Linked DNA regions of Mustela erminea: region 2 is linked to region 1. Evidence: chromatin contacts called from public Hi-C data. All regions are on one chromosome and are shown on one strand. The core of a region is the stretch at or near the end of the contact, and the rest is flanking DNA. Distances in the headings are between cores, read along the strand shown.

Region 1 (5,622 bases), core at 1,893-4,392:
CCTTCCTGCACTGTTGGGAATGCAAATTGGTGCAGCCTTTGTGGAAAACAGTATGGAGCTTCTGCAAGAAATTAAAAATAGAATTACCAGATGATCCAGGAATTCTACAACCGGGTATTTACCCAAAGAACATAAAAGCACTAATTCGAAAAGATAGATGGATCCTTATGTTTTCTGCAGCAATATTTACAATAGCCAAATATGGAAGCAGCCCAAATGTCCATCAGCTGATGAATGGAGAAAGAAGAACAAGAAGGAGAAAAAGGGGGAGAAGTGAGTGTATAATGGAATATTACCCAGCCCCAAAAAAGAATGAAATCTTGCCATCTGCAACATGGATGGATCTAGAGAGTATTAGGCTAAGTAAAATAAGTCTATCAGAGAAAAAGAAATACCATATGATTTCACTTCTGTGGAATTTAAGAAACAAATGGACTAACAAAAAAAAATAGCTTCTTAGAGATATTACGATGAGTAGTGAGTAATTTCGTTGAGTCACTACATCGTACACCTGAAACTAGTATAACACTACACATTAATTATACTGGAATTGTAAAAATTTAGAAGTAAATTTTTTTAAAGTAGAAATGATAATAAAAACCAAGTGGCCGGGGCGCCTGGGTGGCTCAGTGGGTTAAAGCCTCTGCCTTTGGCTCAGGTCATGATCTCAGGATCCTGGGATCAAGTCCTGCATCGGGCTCTCTGCTCTGCTGAGAGCCTGCTTCCCTTCCTCTCTCTCTGCTGCCTCTCTGCCTACTTGTGGTCTCTCTCTGTCAAATAAATAAATAAAATATTAAAAAAAAAAAACAAACCCAAGTGGCCATCAAAAAAGAAAGAAAAGGAAAAATGGATCTAGATCAAACTATTAACAGTGGCTCTCTCTGGGTGGTGTGCTTTAGGTGAGTTTTACTTTCTTCTTTATACCTTTATTTTTAAAAGATGAATACATATTTTATAATCAGAAAAAACCCTCAAGTTATATATTGAATAACAGTGAGTAACAAATGAATAAATGGCTAGAATGTGAGAGAGAGAGAGAAAGAGAGAGAGAAAGAAGAGGAGAGAGAGAGAAAGTGGGGGGAGTGTGTAGTGGGGGAGATACAGACAGATGTTTTATGTGATGAGGTTTGAATGAAGCCACTAATGTTCGGTGCCTTCCATTTGCCCCACTAACTCCACTTTCTCCCTTTTCCTTTCTACTCTGTGCCTGGGGGAGGCTGACCTATTGATGACTTTCCTTGCCTCTTGGCCTCCTCCTGGGTTTTCCCAATGGAGGAGCACTAGCAAAGATGAGAGAGTGGGAGCATGAGATTGGGGTCTATTCGCTGTATCAATGCCAGTGGTGTGCTACAGGCTGCAGACTGCGTCCTTCCAGCAAATTCCACAGCTCCTGTTTGGAGGTCCTGTCCATGCGGTCGTCATCCCCTCTGTTTCCCTTCTGGACCACCATAAGGTGTAGTTGTGGTCAAGTTTCCCGCTTTGGTTAGCCCCGGGGTACTGCATGATCCCTGATCTGTTTCTGGGAATTCTACCTATAACTTTGTAAATTACTCATTTTGAGTGTGCCATCTGTTTTCAGCTAGGATCCTGACTAATACACTGTGTGTGTGTGTGTGTGTGTGTGTGTGTGTAAGCTACTATGAAGAGAAACCGTTTTCTTCCAAATATCCTACAGTCATATCTAAAAGTCCTATTTTGTTCTATAAAAACGCAGCTAGTATGTAACATACAGCTCAGTCCACCAATACAGGTACAAAAAAATAATACTTTTGTCATTTTCTATACCTTAATGTAATTTCTATTGTGCATCTCCATTCCACTGGGGTAGGGGGGTGGTAAAAGACCAGATCACTCGGTATGGGACTTACTCATCCACCTGTCTTCCCCAGTTTCGTATCTTAGTAGTGGGGAGCTTTCCTGGTATTGAGGCATGGGGGGGGTGTCATCTGGCCACATGAGCAACTGCTGGGACACCTTACACCCCACTCTGTTCTCAGGTAGCAATTCGAGGGGTTTGGTGAGCCCTTCTACTTCTATCTATCCGTACATTTCCATGATCCTGGGGTGTAGGAGACTCTGGGGGGCTGCCTAAGCCCCATCCTTCAGGCCATGTGTACAGCCACTTTTTCTCTAGGTCTTGCCACTTCCTTGGGACTCCTTAGGGAAGCATGACACAAGTCCCACGTGCTGCTGTCACCCCAACATTCCACAGTGTTCCCAGAGTCTCCCCGGGTCCCCCCTGTGGTTTCTCAGAGACCCACCAATGTCCACCCTGAAATGGTTTCCTTTGAGGGCTATTTCCCCTCCAGCCAGGGAAATTTATTCTCTAGTCTACATTGTGAGGAAGCTTTCTCATTATGTATTCTCCTAAACACTTGGTTTAATGGTTGTTACAGCCACGTAAGTTCATGTGCAAGGCTAATTGGATCATAATGATGAAGTTGGTACAAAACCTAATCACTTCAAAAAAAAAAAAAAAGCTCAGCGTTGTGCAACAGGCAAGTGTGTGGAGGATGTGAGAGTCATTCTACCTTAATTTTCCCTTTCACACACTCCCCATGATCGTGTGCATTTAGCCCTTGGGAAGAAGAGGCTTCAAGTACGCGTATGGTACTCTTTATGAAAGACAATACTGTACTCTTTCAAGGGAAAATCCTGTACGATCCTGTTCTTTCAAAGTCTTCTCGTGCAAGGTCTTCCAATTTGGGGATGTACAAAAGTCTCACAAATTAGGACTTCCTAAGTCACTTATTTGGAGAGAATGGGCTAGGCCTGCAGATATGATTTTCTGCCACTAGATGTCTCTGGGTCTTAAAGTAGCACAGCAATGAGGTTTGTTTCTATTTATATACACACATCACCTACCTCCCCCTTACAGAGTTTCATAATCCTCTTATGTAATGCTGGGTCGTCAGCTACAGTTATCATCAGTTGGGAAACTGCGGGGGACGGGCGGAGGGGGTGTCCCAAGGGCTCTCTGCCCCCAAAACAGGGCCGGAAGTGTGCAGAGAAGGGTCTGTACTTGTGTGATCCCACAGAACCCCTAATTCCAAAATTTGCCCATGCGCTGGGCAGTGAACGGCCGGGCAGGGGAAACAAAGAGCTGCCTGTGGCATGTGACCAGCTGGATGCGGAGCCCAAACCGCCCTCTTTCTTGCCGTTTGGAACCAGCAGAGGAGCTAGCGCGCTGAGTAACAGCTCGGCCTTGCATCTCTCCACCGGCTGCAGGCACCACTGAAAACCCTCCCGCCGGCCACACCTGCCCCCCACCACCACCCTGCTCCCCATCGGGGAACCCGGCAGACAGCAAATGCCACCGAATTCTCCCCAGACTCCTACAACGTCATCAGGGCATCTCATCGCTCTGCTTTCTATGGTGCTTTCCCGTACGTGTCTGCCCGCCAGCCCAGACAGGCGTTCCCGGAGGGCACAGAGCCCTCCGCTCTTCTCTGCAGCCCCTAAGGCACCGCGCCGCCGGGTGCTTGCTTTCTACAGTATACAGTCAGTATCTAGTGATGTCTGCTGCAGGCCCTGTGTGGTCACAGGGGCTTGTGAGAAGGCTGATGAAATTATCCATCACTGATGAGATTCTAAATCTTAAAAAAAAAAAAAAAAAAAAAGCTCAAATCCTCCAATAACAGAAATCACCTTTAATGTATGTCTCCCCTACCCCCACCCCATGGTTATTTGGAAGCCGATTTAGGCAGCTCCTTAAAGCCTGTCATGCCAGTGCAAGAGCTAGGTGCATGCAATCTGCCGTAAGACTGTCCAGGGTAAACTTGAGCCCTAACAGTTATTAGTTCTGCGATCTTGTGGTACAGGACAGGCAATCTCTAGCTCAGTTATGGAAAATAGCAGTATTCATTTCAGAGACTTGTTGTGAAGATTCAGTAAGTTCCTTCGCATCACGTGCTTATTTAGCATGGCTCCTGGCACAGAGTAGCTGTTCAAGAGTAGTTAAAAGCTGGGGACTAAAAGTGAGAATGCTTCCAGTTCAAACCCTCCCCTGTTTAATTGAGACAAGTTACATAAACCGTCCGGGCCTCAGTTTCCTAGTCTGTAAAGTGGGGATAATGCTACTTAGTTCATAGGGGGACTAAGTGACATCAGCTCATATCGTCACCACACTTCAGTCCTTGCAACAGGAGGCAGCCAGCCTGTGGACAGAGTGGCCAAGAGATTAGGCATCGGTCGCTACATGACATTCACAATATGGGCAATTCCTTGCTTTTGTTTTACACCTTGGTTTTGTGTAATTTTGTAAAGCATGTGTAAATTATTATTTTACTTGGATCCTAACACCCTTCCAGCTCATTTTAATCCAGAGGACACTGGTCATTCGTGAAATATGCGGTTCCAGGCTAGTCACACAGCAGATGACAAGGGAAAGCCAAGAACGAAGATAGCTGGGCAGAGGGAAGGAGGCGAGGAAGGAGATGTGGGGAGTTGAGAGCTTTATCTTCGCCAGGGGTTCCTACACTGTTCCGGTTGGTGGGCATGTTCGTGGCGCTTTCGAAAATGATGCCGCAGCCGGAAGACTCACCCAGAAAATTGCACACGAACATAACATTTTCACAGCCTTTGCATGGGGTCAGCTCGAGATCAGTGGCAAGTAATAATTTAGCATCCCTTCCAAATTAATTTTTAATAAATACTTGTTTAATACTTATTAGTTATGGCAGAGGAAAACAAGTTTTATATTCATAAAACTCATGTTCCTCTTTGTGTTTGAGATTAGAATTTATCACATCCATGCAGTTTTCTGAACTTCCTGAACCCATTTAGAAGTTAGTTAAATAAATGACAGATTTCTGGTAGTCAGCACATGCCCGTGAAATATTCCACTGACTGTGAGCATCGAACAGCCGTCCAAGGGCTGGGTATGATGCAGAAATATTCCACAGAAAGGACCGCGGCCAGGGAAGCTGTCTTTGATTGCTTGAGGCTGAGAGCAAAGGCAGTTCAAGTGTTTCCCCTCGGGCACCTTAGTTAGCAGGCTGTGTCTTTCTGACTTGTTCTCCTGTGTGCGGTCTGGGGGGCACTTCATGGATGGAGACCTCAGTACCTGCTGACCTACCTATCCTTTAATCCATGCTCTGGCTCAGGGCTCAGGTGAAGACCCAGGGGCTGTAGGGTCAGATTTAAACACCAAGGAGGTGATTAGGAGGTCTTCCTATATGCAAATGTCTCACCACTCACCTGAAGTTCACGGGCAGGTGATGGGAAGAGAGGTTGGGGAGGGGAGAGACAAACAGGAAAATTGTGATGCTTCCTGCAAGCCAAGGAGAGAGAATTCATTACATCTCCATGGAGGCCTTGAGAGGGGGACTCAAGTCTAGTCTAGTGGGGCTGCCTTGGTGCCCCCACACAGGGTCTGCAGCGCAAAGACCCCCGACCGCGGGCTTGAGCCACTCCCCTCTGCCGGTTTGGGCACGTGTCTCTGATTGAAGTCCCAGGCCGGGGCACAAGCTGCAGAGGGCAGAGGGCAAACATGATGGGGAAGGTGGCGGTTGCTGAGGAGCCCACTCAGTCAGGCGTCGGCCTCACGGCGGGGAGGCAGCTGGTAGACCTCTGGCCAGGCTGGAGAGGCTGGCCGAGGGGTAGGTTGGCTGAGAGGGCAGG
Region 2 (5,515 bases), core at 2,190-4,689, 360 kb after region 1:
AGCCTTCCACTGTCACTGTCAGCTTGTGACATCTGCCAGAGCCCTGGGTGGGCATTTCTGTGACTGCTTCCACCGGCGTCAATGTTGGCCCCCTCTACTTAACTCCTGCTCTGTTCCAAGATTGTCGTGATCATCTCATGAGCAAACAGATGCAAAACATTTGGAAAGGGCCTTATTGCAAAGATACTATTATTATTTGCCTTTTTTTTTTTTTTTGCCCCTGACTAAGCTAAACTTCATAAAGACAGTAAAAGTGAAGCTCAGTTGTTTACTTGTTTATTCTAACATCCAGAGCCCTTGTGGTCAGATGCTGGAATATAGTGTTCACACCATATTTAGAAATATTGTGAAATTTCTATCACTGCACTCACGAACAGGATTTCCTTTAGCATTTTCTTCTTTGGCCTTCTTGACATCCGTCTTACAACTATATGCAGCACCTGTGAGCTAATAAATAATGTATTCAAAGAATTCTGCAAATCCAAAAAGGTCACCATTTGTACATCATCTGTCTATCAAAAGACATTTTTGGCTCAGAGTAAAAAAGCAAGGTTTATTTTGGTGTAACAGCTGCAAAAAAGAAATGGGAATTAAAGACCCTGCCACTTAATCCCTTTCTAAATATTCATTGAAAGTCCAACTATCTTAAGATGTGATGGGTCTTACTGAGTGAAATCTTGCCAGATGGGGACAGGAAGATTGGGAAAGTAGCATAACCTAGAAGTCAGATTTGGTGGGTTGATAAGAACCGAGGGTTTGCTCAGCCCGGAGCAGGTGTCTGCTCAGCTGTGGCCTGGAGTCCCAAGCCCTGTCTGCCTTGTTGCCCAGCTGAAGAGGGGAGGGATGCTGCAGAGACTCAGGACCACTCTCACCACCCACTCCTTGGATCCCAGAGCAATCCTGGTTAAGGCCCCAAGCCTTGCACAGAACCCCTTCCTTGCCCCCAAGCTGGAAATGACACTAGTGATGACTTCAGCCTCACTGGTTTCTCATGTTGCAGGAGCAGCGCCCCTCCCTACCCCAACACTACCCTCTTTCTGTGCTGGGAACATGACCTGCAACAGGCATTCTCATGGGGGATCCTCAAAAAACTCATGAAGTATTATGGACATTGGGGAGAGTATGTGCTTTGGTGAGTGCTGTGAAGTGTATAAACCTGGCGATTCACAGACCTGTACCCCTGGGGATAAAAATATATGTTTATAAAAAATAAAAAATAAAAAATAAAAACAAATTCATGAAGTAGACAACACCCCCTTTTTCCCAGTGAGAAAACTAATTTAGAGAGGTCAGAGGACTTGGCAAAGGCATATATGCATATGGCAAAGCCAAGTGCGCCTGTTCCAAATGTCTTCCTTCTGACCTCTGTGCTGTCCTGTGTCCCCCACTTCTGTTGGACCTCCTGGGTGAGTCTCCTCCCCACTGCCTCCTGCCCTCGCCTGCTGGTTCAGTAAGACTTGTGCCTTCCTCTGGGGGCATGTCATTGCTGCTTTCTGTGCTCCGTGGCTGGGCCGGGGCAGAGGTGTATCATTGGGAAATTGCACCTTCTTGGGAGAAAGGCCCACTTTCATCCCTTTCTCAGCCTGAACAAATATAGCTTCACCACCAGGGAACACAGTATTGGCAATTTTCCCTTCTCTCCAGGCCATAGGATGCCCTGGGGTCTCTGACTTCAGTATCTGGCTAGGAGGCAGCTGGTTTCTTTCAAATTCATTGTCCTGCCTTTGCAACATGGCGCCCTGACCTCAGAAGAGCTGGGTTCCCGTATGTAGAGCAGCTACCACTGTGAAAAGGTGAAGACCTCAAGCACAGAAAAGCTACACAGATCTTTCCCAACTTCTTTCAGCCGGGGTGGGCCACCTCACCCTCCTGAGGAAGAGCAATGACAGTCTGATGTGCATGGTTTTCAATGCCACATGTTTTGTTTATTTTCCCATCAGGATAGGCTAGTCAACAATGGGCAAAGCGTTGCTTATGTCTAAGAACATATGGAGAATTCTAAGCCAGGTTTTAAAATTCAAAATGGACATTCGGTCCAGAAGTCTTACTCTCCAAGAGAGAAATAGACAGATTTGCATCTTCTGTCTCAGTTGCCAGAGAAGAGGCTCCCCTCTCTTGTGACCAAAAGCCTCTGGCCCCAGAGGCTGTGCGGGTGCGTTCCTGACAGGCCTTGAATTCCAGCTTCTAATCTTTTGCAGACCTCCGTCTGGACAGACTAAACTCCGAATGTGTTCAAAGGCAGCTCAACAGAGGCTGCACACTGCATGTGCTAGCTGTTTTCTGGGCTCAAGTTCATGCCTTGATTGCGTGAACTGCCTTCCTTAGAGAGGCAGACCGTCTCCACACCAGCTCTTTAATCATTCTTTGTATGAGGCTGGATCAAACTTTCTGAAGGGCCAACTGATTTTAAATAAACAGTCGCGGGCTCAGCCTACAGAATACCCTTTCACTCTATTGTAGTGGAAGGGGGCACATACAGTTGCACGTGGATCAGAGAAGGCAAGAGAGGGCAGGGTCAGCCTGGGACAGGAAGAGAAAGAAGACATGTGTCTACCAATTACATAATTTCCAATTACGTAATGCGCTAGTGAATAACACCCTGGATCCCAAACTCTCTGGGAGGAAATAAAATAATTTGTTTTCTTTTCCCTTGTCCTTTTCTTCCTCTTCCGCACTGAAAATGAGTTATGATGCAAAATCAAATTGCTCTACGCCTGTTATCAACACCCACCCTTGGAGACAATGTGAGGCGAGCAGAGAATGACTCTTTTTCTGTTGAAAATCTCCCATAGCACTGTCACTGTAACTACCACTACTAACTATGACATCGGGACAGGCTTTCTCAGACTACAAAACTCTTATCCCATTTGTCACCCCCCAAACACCTCCATGACTCCTTATTCTTACGATCCCCACTGCAGAGACCAACCATCCGATTCTCGCTGTGTGGACAGGGAAGGTCCAAACCAAGACTCTCTGATGATGCTACAGATTGGGATTTGTGGATGGATGGCCCCTACATTTCTACCCTTAGACCCTCTAGAGAGTGACCACTGTGCATGTGCTGGTCACCAAATTCTGCCTGCTTACCTAATTGTCGCACAACAAGCTACCCCGAAACTACAGAGGTTTAACGCTACAACCGCTTTCTTACATCTCACAGTTTTGTGGGTCGGGAATTCAGAGAGGACCCGATAGGATGATTATCCGGCTGCCTGCAGTGTAGACTGTGTCATTCAATGCTATTCAGCTGGAGCGGGCTGGTCTTTAGGGTTCAAGACAGCCTGCTCACACAACTGGTGCCCCGTAGGGACAGCTGGAGGGCTGTACTCAGCGATGCCTTTCTTCTTCTCCCAGTACCCTCCAGACCTCTCCGTGTGATCTTCCCAGCAAGGGAGCTGGACTTTTTATGAGGAAGATTAGGCTCTTAGAACCAGTGTTCGGGGAGACAGGAAGTGAGCGTTGTCTGACTCATAAGGCCTGGATGTGGTCAAAGCAGTCCCAGAGCCTGCCCAGAGTCAAGAGGGATGACAAGCTTACCTCATGTTTGTACAACCCCACATTAACAACAGAAGTCCAAAATTGATACTATTTGATGATAATACATGAATAGTTGATTATGAACAGATGCTCACAGTTTTGGGGAATTTTGATTCACAGAGGAGAAAACATATCGTATCTGTTTCAGGGCCCCCAAATTTCTATACTTCAACAAACGACCAGGTTGGATTTTGCAGAGTACAGTGTATGTGACTATCAGCGGGCCACCCCCAGGAAGACTAAAACAGGATACTGTTCTGAGGTGATTTGTGACACCTGGATTTCCAACAGCTCTTTCCTTCCCTTAAAGGATGGCCAAATCCTAATCCCCTGAACCTGTAAATGTTACCATATATGACAAAAGAGACTTTCCAGATTGTTTAAATGAAAGATTTTTGAGATGAAGAGATATGCCGATTATCTGAAGGTACCCAACGTAATCACAAGGGTCCTAATCGTAGGGAGGCAGGAGCTTAGAGCAGATGTCAGGAGATGTCATGAGAGAAGCCAGTGGTCTGAGTGATATGAGGAAGGGGACATGAGCCAAGGAGTATGGGCAGCCTCTAGAAGCTGGAAGAGTCACAGAGCAAAATTTTTGCTGGAGGTTCCAGAAAGAGCCAGCCATGCCAATGTCTTGATTTTAATGCCATAAAACTCATTTTAGATTTCTGATCTCTAGAACCACAAGATGATAAATTTTTGTTGTTTTAAGCCACCGAACTGGCAGTAATTCATTACAGGAGACTAATGCCTTTCTCCAGAGCATAACCAAGCAACTACAACAACTTCTCATGGGGATTATAACAACAAAGGGGTCAACCTCACAAATAACAAAGTCTAGAAAAATCTCTTTCTGCCTCGAGATAAGGTACAATTTAGCACCCTGCTTTCAACTAAATCCCTAACACACTCTGCGATTTTTATTCTCCCTTCCTTTCTAAGGGAACAGCTTCTAGGGAAAAGAATTAGAACTATCCAAGAGCTAAAGACTATCTCTTAATGACTGAGGGAGGGAAGACAGTGAATTTTGTTTTTGTGAAAACTTCTAAACTCAATAGAGTGATTTCACTGGGTGGCGGAGGGTGTCTATTTTAAGAACTAGGCCATTAAACATTGAAGGCATTTCTTAAGGATTATGAGTGGTTCAGTTGACTTTTTCACACCAGAGAATAGAGCTTAACTAATACTTTTTTTTTTTTTTTTTTTGCAGGGAAATACTGTTGGAGATTTATGTAATAATGCTTATTTGCTTTTGACAAGTACTTAACAGACCACTCTCTGTGAATTTTAAGGCTCATAACAAGTGATCTTGTCTTCACCGCAGAGAGACAGGGAAGAGAAGCTTCATCCAGACCCCACCCTAAGTCGTGAAGTACCAGACAGGATTCAAGTTTGAGCCAAGTCCCAGGTGCCTTTCACTAAACCTCTCAGGTCAATGTTAAGGGGAAATGTTCCTACCTAAATTCCCACTCCTCACCCAACAAGAATGGTTGGGGAATTTGGAAATGGTTGGGTACTTGGAAAATGACTATGATACCCGCCCGTATCAAGTCAGAGTTTGATTCCCGTTGAAGAGAACTGACCTTCAAGACAACGCGGAGATGTGACTATGAACTACTGTGGTAGTTTAGGGGATAAAAGCATGGTGGGAGTGTTAAAAATACTATCAGTTAAAGATGTGCCTCTGACCTATTTATGGGTCCAAAGACATGTTGTCTGAAACCTACTATGACTTCTCTGTCCCTGTCTTCTAGAGTTATGATGCCAGATGACATAAGGATGGTCACCTGTTAAAAAGCCGGATGGTGGGCTCCATGGGGTTTCACCTTACTATTCTTTTTACTTCCATGTTGGTTTTGAATTTTCTATCATTAAAAATAAAGAGAAAGAGAAAGAACTGTGGCCTCGGGTCCCAGAACAAATACTGTGGAGATCTCATTACCCAGGGTTTTTTTTCTGAGTATGCCTGTTCTCA

The links. A called contact is a pair of places that touch in the nucleus more often than the background predicts.
Region 2: a Hi-C map of fibroblasts shows a contact between it and region 1, with 5 times the contacts expected there. The contact joins two enhancer-like sites. A contact is called at or near these places in 3 of 3 Hi-C or Micro-C datasets (fibroblasts, skeletal muscle and spleen).

What each region holds. Positions count from the first base shown.
Region 1 is chr16:49,143,654-49,149,275 of mMusErm1.Pri, forward strand. No RefSeq gene overlaps it. Among named protein-coding and RNA genes, the nearest start is that of YWHAZ, 78 kb to the right of the region's middle. Within about 2 kb of position 3,143, the one cell type or tissue checked has open chromatin away from gene starts, as enhancers often do. A contact at or near this core is called in fibroblasts, where this site is marked.
Region 2 is chr16:49,500,197-49,505,711 of mMusErm1.Pri, forward strand. No RefSeq gene overlaps it. Among named protein-coding and RNA genes, the nearest start is that of ZNF706, 78 kb to the left of the region's middle. Within about 2 kb of position 3,440, the one cell type or tissue checked has open chromatin away from gene starts, as enhancers often do. A contact at or near this core is called in fibroblasts, where this site is marked.